2 separate regions of the Rattus norvegicus genome follow, and region 1 is linked to region 2. The links are chromatin contacts, called in public Hi-C maps. All regions are on one chromosome and are shown on one strand. Each heading gives the region's core, a stretch centred on a gene start, on an enhancer-like site or on the middle of the called end of the contact. The rest is flanking DNA. Distances are from core to core; before and after follow the strand shown. Region 1 has its middle 310 kb from the start of Tank. Region 2 overlaps Rbms1 (RNA binding motif, single stranded interacting protein 1).

What was found. Hi-C and Micro-C count contacts between places; a contact is called where the count stands out from the background.
Region 1: a Hi-C map of liver shows a contact between it and region 2, with 4 times the contacts expected there. The contact joins two enhancer-like sites. A contact is called at or near these places in 2 of 12 Hi-C or Micro-C datasets (liver and mammary epithelial cells).

Annotation. Positions count from the first base shown.
Region 1 is chr3:66,210,345-66,218,082 of GRCr8, forward strand. No RefSeq gene overlaps it. Among named protein-coding and RNA genes, the nearest start is that of Tank, 310 kb to the right of the region's middle. Within about 2 kb of position 5,782, at least 22 of the 93 cell types and tissues checked have an H3K27ac peak or open chromatin away from gene starts, as enhancers often do. A contact at or near this core is called in liver, where this site is marked.
Region 2 is chr3:65,646,727-65,654,513 of GRCr8, forward strand. It overlaps Rbms1 (RNA binding motif, single stranded interacting protein 1), which reads right to left. Exons shown (of 14, transcript NM_001012184.1): 3 at 4,394-4,452. Among named protein-coding and RNA genes, the nearest start is that of Itgb6, 120 kb to the left of the region's middle. Within about 2 kb of position 4,310, at least 12 of the 93 cell types and tissues checked have an H3K27ac peak or open chromatin away from gene starts, as enhancers often do. A contact at or near this core is called in liver, where this site is marked.

The DNA.
Region 1 (7,738 bases), core at 4,532-7,031, 570 kb after region 2:
GGTGAGCACTAGGCTTTTGAATATCTGGGAAGCATTAAACCCATGGGATAGGGCTAGAGAGAAAGATGTATAAATATCCAGGTTCTAATGCAAATTTGTAATAAAAGAGGAATAGGACATGGTTCAGTGTATAAAATAATGTATGTAACTGTTGAGTCATTATGGAAATATTATCAGGAAAAAGTAACTATTTTATTTGTAAGGTTATGTAAGAGGGAGGTAATGTGAAGAGTAATTATTTAAATTCAAACACTCCAGTGCATCTGTGTTGACTTTTACAGTATATTTATTTTTATTTCAATATTGTTGAGATGCACTTCAGGAAGATAAACAAAGGAACCTTCTAACTCCTTTACATAGGGTGTTTTTAAAATTATTATTTAAACAAAAACCTTAGCTCCATTAACACTTGTATGTCTTTCTAGACTGTTCTTTAAGCAGTAGTTCCCTTGAATATTTCTCAAAAGGGTGATTGCTCTGACTGAGAAGTCATAGAACGGAATCCTTCAGGTTTATAGACCAACTGCTGCCATCTAAATGATCAATGTGCAGAGAGCATGGAGACCAACCACTCCTGTCAGCGAGTCACTCTGTTACCAGCTTCTGACTCTGCTGTGTCTAGTGCTGACCAGGCAGCCGGAGTGCTGATCTCGTACCCTGCCACTGTCTATGGACACAGTGGTTCCAGCAGTTCTTCCTTACCAGGCCAGTGCCTTTGGTGAATAAACATCTGAAACCGTCTAGCAGATTCACTCGGCAGAAAATTTGCTTGATTCTCACCATCATCTCAGGAGGGCCTCCAAGTACGCCATGGCCCTCACTCACAGGTTGGAGAATCAGGGAAGCCTGCTCCTGCTCACAGGGACATGATGGCTGGCAAAATCAAAACCCAGGCCATTCCAGGTCTATTCTTTCTCCCACACCATACTGGATGTAGAAGTGCAAAGGAAAAAAAAAATCTCTTTCTGAAACCTATTCTGTTCGTTTTCTCCAATAGATTTTTTATAATACTATTTTCCCATAAAACTAAAGAAGTAACATTGTGTTGAGGATAGTGTAAACTAGATATGTCTTCTTGATAGGTCTAGGGACAGAAGGTGTGTCCTGAGTAGGAAGTAGATTTCATTTCTATGAAATTAAATAGGTCAAGATTCTTAGCACACTCCCTAACAATATTTTAAACGTGTATTCCCCTCAGATAATCCAGTTCCTAGTAGGGAGCAGGCACGGTACCTGAAAGTGTTAATATTGCTTCCAACAGAGAATTTATGACCTAGAAGTAATTTAGGCAGTGAGAGAAAATGTCTCACTTCAAGAATGGGAATGCTGAGCCGTGCATACAAATGTGACTACTTACTCGTGTGTGACTCAAAATGAGCAACCCTGGAGTCTGAGGGCTTAAAAGAAACACAGAGCATGTCTGGTCCATCCTTACCTTCACATACACAAAGTCTTCGAATTAAAACTGCAGAACCACAAGTACTAAGTGACAAGGCAGAGAAACTACTTAAAAGACATATAAGAGATGCTCTGAATCCACGGGACTACTTTGATCCTTTTAATTATCTTTGTGTAAGCATGCATGTGTGAATGTGTGTGGGTGTGTGTGTGTGTATGTATGTATGTATGTATGTATGTATGTATGTATGTATGTTCCATGCGTATGTAGGTCAGAGGCCAGCACTCTTTCCTTCTACCTTGTAGGTTCAAACATGTTGTTAGTTCCTAGTTTCCTAGCTTTTTGTTTATTTTTTAAGATTTACTTATTTATTATATGTATATGAGCACACTGTCACTGTCTTCAGACACAAAAGAGGGCATAAGGTCTCATTACAGATGGTTGTGAGCCACCAGGTGGTTGCTGGGAATTGAACTCAGGACCTCTGAAAGGGCAGCTAGTACTCTAAACCACTGAGCCGTCTCTCCAGCCCCCTAATTCCCTAGTATTAATGTATGGTTTCATTACACATTTTGTCTCTTGGGCGGCCAAATTTATTTCATGAATGGAACAGTATACACCACATATCAAGTGTATATAGTCAAGTAAGATTGAGACCTTGGATTATGCAAATCTAGCCTTATAGGATGCCTTAGTGACTTCAGCGAATGCAGTTTCAGCAATATAGGGGGATGGAGACGCCCGAGTAGGTGACTGCAGACAACATCAGCTCTGAAGATAAAGGAAGGAAGACAGCTGCAGCTACAGGAGGGTGTGAGCTCCAAGCAAATTCCTGAATGTGATCTGGAGGTATTTATACAGCTTTTAAGGGGCGAAAAGGGAACGTTTTCTTAAGATGAAAGTGGCTGCCATTTTAACTGCTACTAGAAAGAACTGGGTAAAAAAATTAAAGTTAGATGTGAGAGACGGAATAAATTAAAAGTTCCTAAGAGAGTAGCTACATAGAAAGTCCAGGGAACACAAGGAACTACTGAGGGACAATGTCCTCTGCGCTGTAACTGAATGGAAGGTGTGTATGTGTGTTGGGGGTGGGATATAAACTCTTTGTAGATGGGATCATTGGAAATTAAGGAACTCTGTCTCTAACAGTTTTAATGTGTGATGTAAAGAACAGACTCAAGCCAGGTACTGAGAAAGGGGGCACACACTGCTCAGGAATGGAAAAGCATAGAAAAGTTGGAAGGTGGCTTTGGAAAGGAATAGTAGACAGATGCCAGCAGGAGATTGAAAGCTAAGTATATGCTGGAGATCATGAGTATATGAAACTTGTACCCTTTCTTGGCTGGACCTACACAAGGTGAGGTATTCCTAAACCAGCATATTCTCTCTCTCTCTCTCTCTCTCTCTCTCTCTCTCTCTCTCTCTCTCTCTCTCTCTCTCTCTCTGTCTCTCTCTCTCTCTCTGTCTCTGTCTCTGTCTCTCTCTCTCTCTTGTAGAAAATAAAAGGCAAATTTCCTCTTTGTGCAGAGGAAGTACATGGCTATTCAGTTACCTTGACAATGAGATGTGAGATAATGCTGCAAGGAAGTTGCTCTAGGGGGCGAGCGTGTGAAAACAGGAGGTGGCTGATCCATCAGCAAGGGTCTGTTGAGCGATGTTTGGGAAGTCCTGAGGAGGTGAAACTTTAACAAACAAGCTGGAAGGTTGGGGACTTCTCAGCAAGAGGACTGTTTAAAAAAGGTAATTTCAGAGGTGGTGTCGTAGTGTCGATAAGTGACAGAGTATGGTTTTGGAAGAAGTGACTGTAAGAGCGATGGAGAAGGCAGACATTGGAGAGCTGGGCAGAAGCAGAAGCTGAATGAGGTGGGAACTCAGTAAATGTAGAGGACAAAGAATCTTACGGTGGAGAGTGGAAGACTGAGAAGGTCAAACAATCCAAAGTTCATCCTGTTTGTTTGTGGGAAGCTTAGGTGAAGCAAAGACAGTGGCGTAGATGAAAGAGCTCCAAGTTTACCTCCTAACCCTAGTGGACCGGTGTAGTGTGCCTGTGCGCATGCGGGATGCGGTGTAGTGTGCCTGTGCGCATGCGGGATGGGAAGTGGGGTTGTAATGCTGGTCTGAAAGGGCCATAGGGTACGGTGTCTCCTACGGACAGAGGAAGGTTCTAAAGAAGGTGGAAGAGTGAGTGGGCATGGAGAAAATCTCACTGATCATGAATAATGATGACCCCCACCCCCAGAGAGCTGGGAGAAGGGTCTCAGATGGAGAGGGTGGGATGGGGTTGAAACAGCCTGGATCAGAGCCATAGCCTCGTGTAGACAAATCTGCAGAAATAGAAAGGAAATGTGTATGCCTGAGGTAGAGGTACGAATGGGGACTGTCTACAATGTATAACTGAAATGTATAACTTTTTGACCTTATAGATGCTCTGCTAAAATTGATTTGTGGTGCTGCTGTCAAGCGATGTAAGTGTGTCATAACGGTTGATTTGTAGACCCACAATGAGTGGATTTATTGTATTTAAGCTATACCTAAGCAAAACTGTTTTAAGTTATTAAAGGGCTATCCATGTTTGAAGGTTTAAACAGACAAGTGGCTTTCAAAGAAGGTGTCAGAATGGCCGACAAACAAGAGACAACACTCAGGATCATTAGTACTTAACGTGAAATTTAGAGCCACACAGTGTTATCCTAGAGGTTGAAGGGAAAAGTGGACAATGTCAAAGGTGGGAGAGGAGGAGTCTTCAATACTCTGCTACTAGGAAAAAAACAAAACAAAGCAAAAACAAAAACAACTCAAACCTAACCTCTATGGTACAGCACATTGTCTCCATGACTACATATGTATCCAGGAGAAAAGAAAGCACTTCCCCAACGCATGCAGAAACTTCACAGCAACTTTTTGTTTAAATCCTCTTCTTGGTAAATAATCTGAATGTTTTTAAGTAGCAAATAGAGTTAAGAGGAAAACATAATGTTCCATAGAGTACTGTACAATGGGGTGGGGAGTAAAGGGAGACAGGTCACAGAGACAGACAGTGACGATAGACATATCCATCATGAATGAATCTATAATTCTGTTGCTTAAAAAAAAATCTATAGCCTGAGTCAATAAATAGTAAGGGAGAACAAATAAGACAATTTTGTTTATATGAAGGCAGTTCATTGTCTAGCTGGGGGCTGGAGTGGTTTAGGAGGAAAGGGAGAAATTATAAAAGCTTACAAGGAGACTTTTGAGACAGGTAGATGTGCTCATTGGTTTTATTTTGGTGATAGTTCACAGTGCACTAATACCTGCAAACTCATCAAATTGTGCATCTTAGCATACAGTTGTCTGGGGAAATACATATGTATATATTCTTCTTATGTCTCCTGGTGTAAGCAATTCCTTCAGCAGCAAGTCACAAGATAAAGTGGAGGCTCCCATCACAAAATGTCTTCTGACCAAGTGTTAGAGCCTCTTAAAAGCCACCAGTGACTCCTTCCCTCTCATTACCTTATCTTCCGGCAGGATGTAGCTTTGCATCCTAATCTGAGACCTAATTGAAACCATTTTAAGTTAAAGGGGGTTGGGGGGGGTGGTTTTGAGGCAAACCCAAGACAGAACAGCCTACAAAAGGCACCAGGGGTACAGACAAGCCACTCAAGTTTCCCAGTGTTCTTGTTGGGTTTTATGGTCTCAAATCAGCTGTCTTCCACAGGCCAGAAGAATGGCCCCAAATCAGCTTCTAACTCACTTTATTATTTATTAGAGCCTCACAGCCAAAGAGAACTAAGTCTGCACCAAACTGCAGTTCACGGGGGGGGGGGGGGGGGGGGTAAGCGCTATCTCACATCCAGGTCTCCCAATCAAAGAGTGGAGTCTGGAGGACTGGTTCCTGCAGTGCAGACAGGGGTTTAGGAGTGAGGAGAGGTATGGGAAATGGAGACCTATTAGCCAGAAAGTTTCCATCCCATCCAGAATCCTAAACTCTTGGCAAGATGCGAAGGCTGTGTTTGCTTGTTTAGTTGTATTCTGTTTTTACTGGCTGTGGCACCAGGCTTGCATTCCTTTCCCAGAACTGTCTTATCCAGAAGATAACTGGTAACAGTCCCCAGGAGACCACCCCCCTGCCTATCTAGAAGGCGTTTCCTAGTTGCTCTTTCTCAACCATAAAACAGAAAAGTAAGGTAATGTTCACTTTTTACCACTCACTGAAATAGCAGCTGTAATTTCTTTTTTATCTTCTTGCCCCATTTATCTTTCAAATCCATTTCTCATCCCCTCTCTAGCTGCCCCCAAGGATGTTTATATCTAAAATGACTCAGGAAGGAAGTAGGGTTTGGCAGACACCCGCCTGCTTTTATGCCTTGGGAACAGGCTCCTCACCCCCAGAGAATAAGGTCAGTTTAATCCACTCCTGTGGGTGAATTTAGTCAGCAAGGACTGGTTGAATCACCCAGCCTGTGTTGCCCAATCACAGGGAAAATGAAGCAACTTTGTATTGTATTAGGGACAACTGTTGAGTTAGGAATGGGTAACTATTTAGAGCTATATCAAATAACAAAAGATGTTTCATTTTACAAACTTCAAAGAGTTTCCATTTCAAGTCCTCTTCGGCTCTGACGGAAGTGAAGTTGAAGGTTGTTGTTTATTAGGGGTTTTTTTATTATTATTATTGTGTTTCCTCTGCCATCAGAAACACGAAACCAGACTATCATCTTTTCATATTTTATTTAAAACAATGTTTATTTGCTTTCAGAAACCATTATGAAACTAAAGGTTGTTCCTACCCTTGTCTAAACCACCACTTTCAAAAGTACGTTCTTTGTTAGTTATTTTTCAGTATTTCCAAATTCACTTCAAAGAGTCTGGTTAATATTTAAAAGACTGTTCCCGAAGTCTTCCACCACATGCATAATTTCTATCTTCCCATGAGCATCTCTGCTCTAGGCCAATTGGGAATTCTATTAGAAGAATTTAAGCTTCTTGTGGTCCAAATCTACCGATAACTCCCAGACACATCTCTTTCACTCACTCTCTCAATTGTGCTCTCCTCTCCTCTTCCCCCTCTCTCTCCCACACCGGCCCCACCCCCAGCATAGCTATATAATTTCTAAGCCATCACTTCGAAGTGTGTTATATAATTTGTCTTTTAAATCCTTAAGGTTTACCACAGACACGGGTGTCACCCGTGAGGTTGAGAGAAAACAATGCAGCTTCTCCACTTGGAGGGAGAATGGAGACAGTAAAAGCCCAGGCTGTGGTGTGTTCACTTTTTGTCCTGTGGTTATGTGTGTTACTGGGAGAAAAAACACAGTTTATAGTTTTGGACAGTGGCTTTTCAGTAGTCATGTGGCAGGAGGCCTGAAACACTGAGAAGTAAACTAGCCAACGGCCCTACTCCATTCACCTCCCAGTTTTACAGCCCAACCCACCCAAGCTCACTGTCCAGAATTCTCTCAGCTAGTTCATGGTAGTTACCCAAGCCGGCCTTCCTATTTTCAAATAATGCATATATATCTATATATAGATATCTATATATCTGTATACAGATATATAGACACACACACACACACACACACACACACACACACACACACACACACTGCTAGTCCCCGACTGTTGATTTTAGACATTAGCTTCTTCTTAGGCTTAGCAGAGATTTAACTCAGCAACCCATTTTCTCAGCGCAATGCATTTTCAGTTACCTTGTGTGATTCTGAAAACATCACTTCTAAATAGTCTACCTTCCATTGTTTATCTTGGTTTTTGTTGTTGTTGTTTCCTTTTGTTTTCAAGTGACCTGTCTTATCAGATGCTCCTTTTCCACACACACACACACACACACACACACACACACACACACACACACACACACACACACAGGCCCCCATGCCCTCTGTCCCCTGGCTGAGATGTTTGCTTCCTGTCCCTTCCCAACCTCCCCACCCCCATGCTTTCAGGATCCCCGCATCTCCCCCTCACTCCTTTCAGCCCTTCTTTTGGGTGGAAGCTTCTCAGCTTCTCAAGAAAGAGATAAGAGAAATACAGGTTCTGGTTCCAGCGTGTCAGGAAATGTCCTTTCCTGTTCGCACATTTGATTAATCGCTGGGCTGGGTGTTCCATTCCAAGGTTAAGATCACAATCTCCCAGATTTTTTTTTAAACCCATTGCTCCATTACTGGCCCAGAGCCAGCGGTGGTGAAAAGTCTCATTTGAATTTGTCCCACAAATCTGTATTGATTGCTCACAAAGGACTAGGCTCTGCTCCGAATACAACAGGTCATAAGGACACAGAAGCCTCACCTACAGAGAGTTTTCTTCCCAGCTCTGGGAAGTAGAAAATCAATGAGGAAC
Region 2 (7,787 bases), core at 3,060-5,559:
TAAAAGTATTCATTTACCTAAAGTAACAGGAGATAGTGAAAATACCTCAAGACACCTAAACTAGTCACTTCGCCCATCTCCGTGTAAAGTGTAAGGTTGGTATGCACTACAAGGATACACATAAACACCTAGGAAAGGCCGCTCTACCGAGCTCATCTGCCTGTGGTCTCACAAACACTGTTAATGAGCTTATTATCTCCGTGCCCAGGCCACAATGAATCAAAACAGGAAATTAGGGGGCAGAGGGCTGAGGTGGGCAGGACTGTAAAATGTATACATGCACGGCACCTGGTGGTGCAGGCCAGGGAGGACAGCCACAGTAAGGGGCAAAGAGCCCGAGCCTCTCATACATATGTCACACAGACACTCCGTTTTCATTGCATGTAGCAACTCTTGACATACTGAGGAGCATGTAAGCATATCTAATACTATTTGAAGGAGACTTGCCCACATTTCAGCTATTTTTCTGAACTCACATCACTCATGAAGTTTTATTTTTGTAGAGGTCATATCTCTATTATGCTTGTACGCATATCTATGTAGACATACATGTAGTGCATTCGTTTACATTTTTGAAACCTTTGTTTGAGGCAAGGTCTTGCTATGTGGCCCAGGCTACCTTGGACCTGCGTTGCTCCTCAGCCTCATGAGTACATGAACACTCCATGCCTGGCTCTAAAATTTTTTTTTTCTTTAAATAAGTATAACTTGAAAAGGAATGGCACTATCTAGAAGGTTGTGAAGAGGAGGAGCCAGGCCAACCATTGATATTCAGAATTTATAGAGAAACAGTAGTTTTGAGAATGTTGTGCTGGTATCAGAGAAACAAGCATTCAGCAATGAAGCCAAACAGAACACTCATCGGCCATGCTGCGGCACTGGCCTCAAAAGGTACTTCTTCACGAGATAAGCTGTAATGGAAGACTATCGATTCCAGAAGTGGCTGTTTCAGGAGAGACCGATGCGGCAAGCAGAGGCTCCTTTACATTGCTTAGAACTGGGTTGAGAGGGGCTTGATTTGATTTATCCAGGACAGAAATAGCCAGGTCGGCGGGAAGGGAGAGGAGGCAGCTGATCCTCGTTACAGCACAGAGTGCCCCCAACTGCTAGCTCAGAGGGCAGGTTGCACATGTTTGGAGCTTACGCTGACAGGCATTGCTCTGGGCACAATCAGGTGAGCTCTGCATCTGGTGAGCTCTGCATCTGTCTCTCAAACGACACGGTATCGGGGGATCCTAAGCGGACGCCCTGCTCTACTGAACTGATGCAGCTCCTGCTGATGGACACTTCTTCCACCAGCTCTGCCAAAGCCAACACAGCACGATAAGCGGAGCATCTCTCCTCTGATGCTGTTCCTTGTACCCGAGGTTGCAATCTGCTCATGTCATAGAGCCGTTCTTTCTACTGACTCAGTAAAAACACATCATCCCGCCATTACTAGTGTGTGCTTCTGGTCTTTGCTGAAACCTACAGTAAGAATTCATAACTACTTACTGAAGGCAAGCACAACAGGTAAGCACGCAACTGTGGGCTTTCCCTTCACCTGTGCTTTCAGGTAAAGACCTTTAAAAGTTTATATAGGGGCTGGAGGACCAATTAGGCTTCTTTATATAAACAGGGCTACCGCTGTCTTTGAAGGTGGGGCTTACTAAGTAACACGCAGATTTGCTCACTGAGCTCCAAGGAGATAAACCATCAGGACTTAAGAGACCAACAGTCATGTTTACCTTGCTTACTGAAGCCAGCCCCACTGTGAGATGGCTGGATACAGCACAGCTGTGTTTTCCCTTTCTGCCTTGGCTTCTTTCAGACCCAGGCTTGTTGGTGATAAAATGAACGTCTCTGCCCTCGCTCTATCTATCAGCCGAATCGATCTGCACCCCCTTTCCTTATGTGCTAATGTATGCATGTGCTCTCCTCTTCTCTGTAACCCAGTTTCCTGGTGCATCCTTGGTGAGTGTTCTTGTCCTGCCCTGCCTACGTGGTAAGCACTTAAAACCCACACGTCTGCTGCCAAATTCTGACCAAAACTAAAATACAGAATACCAACCGAATCTTCAGCGGCTAACATACCTTAAGCAGACTTAATATTTTCTTTTAGCTTAATTTCATCCAAAACAGAAGTCTTGGTGTCATGTGTGAATTTCTTGAATATATTTAATCTCTAAAAGTTATATTTAATATAGTATTTCTCACTTAAAGTAATTTTCTATAATCTCTTACGGTCTAAGTTATCTATATTCACCATAACTATAAGTGAAAAAAACCACACACACACACAGATACATACATATATATATATATATATATATATATATATTTATATATATATATACTAACCATAGCAAGTTACCATGGGTAGCACGTTGTCTGGCTTTCTTATGAACCGAACTGTTACTTTTCATTTGTCTCAACATTACTCCCCCCATCCCACAAACTCATCCTGGCCTACATGACTTTACAAACCCACTCTGGATCACCTTCTCCTCTTATCCATATGCCACACCCCTATGTAGCCTATGTACACTGCCCAGAGGCTAGTGACACTGAGAATTGTGGGTGGGATCATGCTTGGCCCCACACAGGGCAGCGTCTCCCAAAACCTGCTGACGGGAAGGTGTCCAGGCCACTTGCTGGATTGAATGTCAGTTCTGAATCACCTTTACCTTTCTTTAGAAGCCTCATTAATCTCTCTACTTTATCTATGGACACTTTCCAATCATGCAGCGTTGCATATGGTAGCGTGGGATTAGCTGTCATTTCTTTTTACTCATGCCCTTGCCTAGACCACACTGAGCATGGGGTAGAATTTTGGCTTCTAGGAAAACAGCAGCCATGGGAGAAGAGAAGAGCAGTGTCCTTCAGTGTAGCATGTGCTGGATGGAGAGTTTAACTAGGAGGAGGGGTTCTTTGCTACTCATGGCGGCAGCTCTCACTTTTCAGCATCCTGAACCGCTACATCAGATTCCTTTTGGGTGAGGAAGAAGGGGGGAGAGGTATGACAGGCTAAAACCATTTATCCACTGTTTATTTTTTTCCCAGTTTCAGGCTCACTTTGAGATCAGCTTCCTGCTTTGGGGTTAGCAAGAGCCTGTTTTTCTCCATAAAACCGAAGGACATTTTTGTTTGTTTGTTTGTTGTTTATATTTGTGTGTGTGTCTCCCTGATTGTCCAAGTCATTTATTGATGTTAAGGAAGCTTAATCTTGGCAGCTAAGTGCATGCACTTCCGCACGCATTTGACTCTCTCTGGTTTAATTCATTTTAAATATTTATTGGGTACCGTTCTACATAAAGCGCACTCTATTCACTATCCTAAGGCAAAACTGCCTTAATATGCCATGTTGATTAAACATGGGCTTAGATATTTGCCACAATAGCTCCTTTAAATCCAGGCACTTTGAAGAGGAGAGAGTACAATGGACCACTTCAAGTCTAGATTAAAGGGAAGGACCGGCTTACAAGCGGAGGCCTCACCATAGGCCCCATTTATGTTCCCTGCCTTTTTCATTGCTAAGCCAATGCCCCATCACCACTACTTGAAGAACTAGGGTCTAATTAACGAGCAGATTTGCCTTCTCTGCCTATTTCTGTCAACCTTGCTTCAATTCCCAGGGTCAGTAGTTAGATTCAAAGTCAGCTGACTCCATTCTTCCATTTTCCTAGAAATCACATGCCTATTGTTAAGATGCTGGATCATTAAAAGTCAGAGGCACACAGCATCTGCGCTGCCCTGCTCCAGCCGCTTGCACTCCCAGCTCAAGGAGCCGGATGAGCTCATCCTAATTGCATGGAAAACTGAAGGTCAGTGCATCAAATTAATGCAGCAGCATATTTCAAAGGGGCACATGACCTCCTCTCCCCGGTACAATTTGGTCAGTGAAAATGGCTCTCTCCTCCCTGCTGCCAATATTGTCAACAGGCATTCAGCAGAGAACAATCGGGAGTATTGAAACATGTAATTAAGTACTGCTTAAAACTACTCTATTCTAATTAATAGAGCCAATTTACACAATATGTAATCTTTTCAGTTCTTTAGTACAGTCCAACGGTCTTCAGTAAGCAGCTCTAATCTCCTCGGGCTCAGGAAAGAAAAGCTATTCTCCAGTCCTGCTCCCCCTTTTAAAGGCAGGGGCTGAAAGCCAATTCGTAGTTTGCATGTTAACTCTACTGGCGCCAAATCCTGAATGCTGGCAAACTGCGGGTTGCTGGGTTTCCAGCCAAAATTCAACCCGGGACAAACAAACGTAAGCAATATGCAGACATTGTGCAAGAGAGAGACCGGGTGCCGCAGGAGATGTGGCTTTTTCAGACCGTGAGGTTGTGAAACCTAGGGCTGTTGCACGGTCTTTCTACAGCCATGAGTGAGTACACAGAGGCCCACAGGAACGTACCTTTGCACTTGTTGGTTGCCTTATCCAAAATCGCCTTCGTGGAGACAATCTTCCCGTATCTAAAACAAAAGGGAAGAGAAGAAGTTACAAGGAGCTGTTATTCACGGCTAAGTCCAAAGAACACACACACACACACACATTTTTTTTTTTTGTCAAACATCTGCAAACTTTAAAGCACAAAATGTTCTTTAATAAGGGGAAACGCAAGGAGATTTCTGAACTTTAAACTAAAAAAAAAAAAAAAAGAAGGAATGGTCAGGCTTCCCCTTTGAAGCTCTGTATTAAGTTTGATGTTTAGCTTTGAAGAACAGGTACTTTCCTGACAATCTTCAAGAAAAAAAAAATGAACAAAACACTCTATAAAAAAAAATTTTCCCCCTTCTGGTAACATTATGTCTGTGGCCAACTACAAAGTCAAATACAAGGCCACTGATCTATTACAGTTCTATGACCCACACAGCTTTTTATGAAATACAGTCAGGGAGACAGTTGTTGCTTCATTCTATTCATCCTGGTTCAGGGAGCAGTGCTGTGTGGCCGGAGGCTGGGTGGCAGGTGTTTATGTGCTGTGCTTATCAAACTTAATGGCAAAAGATAGGGGCTTTTCTTCTTTTGCCAAAGACTTCTATACTTTTAGACATCACTAATATCACTTCTACCTCAGTAGTCGCTGCTCGGTTGGCAAGAGTGAGCATGTGCACGTGCATGAGATAGGCTGTGGAGACCACAAAACAGCAAACTGGGATTAATCCCTAGTTATCGCTGCGTTCATGAGAAATGGGGTTGGATTCCTTAGGGTGTCATAGAAATCGGGGTGAGGAAAAATGCAGAATGTTCTGACTTGGTGCACTGCTGCTAAAGGTTAAATATAATTTATAAACATGCACAGAATACTAACCCCACACCCTCTTGGTGCGGACCCTAGGAAAGGCGCTACAACCTGTACTTGGTTTTTAAATGCTCAGGGGAAAGTTTGGAAAAATATTTAAAATTTTAAAATCAAGGTAAACTTTGGAGAAATGTGCAGGAGATATCTGGGGCCTAAATTTCCTCATGTATACACACTAAGTTCTAAAATTCCATTTTCCTGATGGTTAATTGACACGTTTTTAAAACATGTCCTTTTATGCCTTGAATTATCATGACTGGCTTTTGAGGATTAGAAAAAGATGGAGTCTTCTTGCTGAGGAGTCTCTGGGTGGCTGTCCACTTGTCTGGCGTGTCACAAGTACTCTGAGGTACTGAGGAGGAAGAGAAACTTAAGTGTCTCAAGCGGGTTAGGCAATCAAAGAGTTCTACATTAGGTTTCACGCTCTGAATATTATATATATTATATACTTGTCCTTGTATGTGAATGTGGCTGAAACACATTTGTCTGTGAGAAACTAATGGCGAGAGCCACCTCTCTTGTCCATTTAAGTCCCCTCCTTCCACTCTGGATAATCATGTAGTCAAGTGAGTTCTAACTAGGCATGAAAGTAAGGATAATTTAAGGTTCGAATGATAATTACATCCATGAGGCATAATGCAGCACGAACACCTTCAATTCCCAGAAGAAACCCCGAGTGCTCATAATCACATTACTATGGATCGCCAAGTTTACAGAAATAGACGTAAAGAACAACGGATGCCAGAAACGAAGAAAGGCAGACCTAAGGACGGCCCATCAGCACCTGCTCCTTTGCCAAGGTCACATGCTTCCTTATTCTCTGCACTCACTCTCTCATGGGCAGTGGTCAACGGAAGCATTTCTTAGACTCCGTCACACTCATCCAACAGCAGGGATGGCTGGTACGACTCTTATGCCTGAGGTCTCTAAGAGACAGTCTCTCTGTCAGCCAGAGAGCAGGGCACTTAAGAGGCCAGGGGTTGGCACCGTCTCTTCCGCTGCTGCTCTGAACCCTTTGTGATGGCGAAGACAGAGAGATGTAGGGAAGTAAAGAGGACAACACACAGGCCATGCCACATCCCTGCCCACCGTGCCCTTCCTTCTCTGCTGACTGCGACATTGAAGCTCACCCTCACACCTATGCTGTGTGCATTTCTCTTCACTGTGGGAGACCCCTCAGGGGTGCCTCTCATTCCATTCCAGTGGCCCATGCAGGGGTGCCTGGGTCCACTCTGCTTCTCTACTCCCTCCTTACATTTAATATGTGACCCTTGACCGTCTTTATTTGGACATTTATCCAGAGATATGGCTGCAATTAATTTTTGTATGGTATTTCTCTTCCTAGCTTTTGTTTCTGTCTTAACCTTTCTTTCTACCTAAGTGTATTAATATTACACTAGGCTATCAAGTATTAGTTAGAAATGGCCTCGTGCCCACCACTGTTTAAAGTTTATTCTCAAAAGCATTCCAAACACATATTCCATCTTCCCCTTGGTCTATATTCAGTAGCGTAGCACTTTACTCTCCCCTTTCTGCCAAACTCAGGTTACCCAGGACTGTGTCAATACACGCACTCTGAATGCAGACAGTAATCCTGCTGAGTTTTGTCCTGATGCTTCCAAAATTCCCAATCCTGTCTAGACTTACTTAAAAAGCACCGAAAACCCTCCCAGACTCCTCACCACTGGTCCTTCTAAGAGGACCCATCTGCCACATAAATCCACCTCGAACACCATTGTAGACATGCCCACGCCACCTGCCCATTACCTCAGCTTACCATCCTGATCCTGGAGAACCTGTGCAAATCTTATTTTCCCAGAAGCCGGCCCTAATTGTCTCACTGATTCACTGAAGAAATAATAAAGGGGATTATAGTTACCGAAGTCCTACTTACACTCTTAAGGGCCGGGCCACGAGCAAGGATGAGGATACGTGTGGTGGGTGTGTTCGACGCGGTACGTGTTTTATGTTTTTTTTTTTTAATCGGTTGCTACTCCTATTTTTGTGAACGGTAAAACAACAACAACAACAAAACAACAACAAACCAACCAACCAAACAAACAAAAAAAAACCAACCCAAACAAACAGGACCATGGTTTAAGCCTAAGAGTTTGCCTAAATTTCTGAAGTTCAAAAAAACCCACAGTCTTAAAGTTTTCACTGCAGGCTGTCTCTGAAGTGCTTGTGAGAGGCAGTTTGTCCTTCAGAAGGAGTTGGGAGGACCAGATGGTCTCCTCCACCTCAGTACTGACTCTCTGTTTCCCCCCCAAGGCCGAGCAGTGTTTACTTTTTAGCACGAAACAAAAACACAGGGCTCCAGACTGACAAAGGGGAAAGTAACAGAGGAGGCGCTTCTGAAATTTACCAGTTTTACTTTTCCGCTGTGGCTTTCATCAGCTCGTGGGCTAGGACAGAAAGACTGTGATTTCACAGAAAGTTACGAGGGTTTCACTGTCTGAGGAGTCACGGTCTGCTGGCTCCTGCACACAGTGAGGTGATTATCTG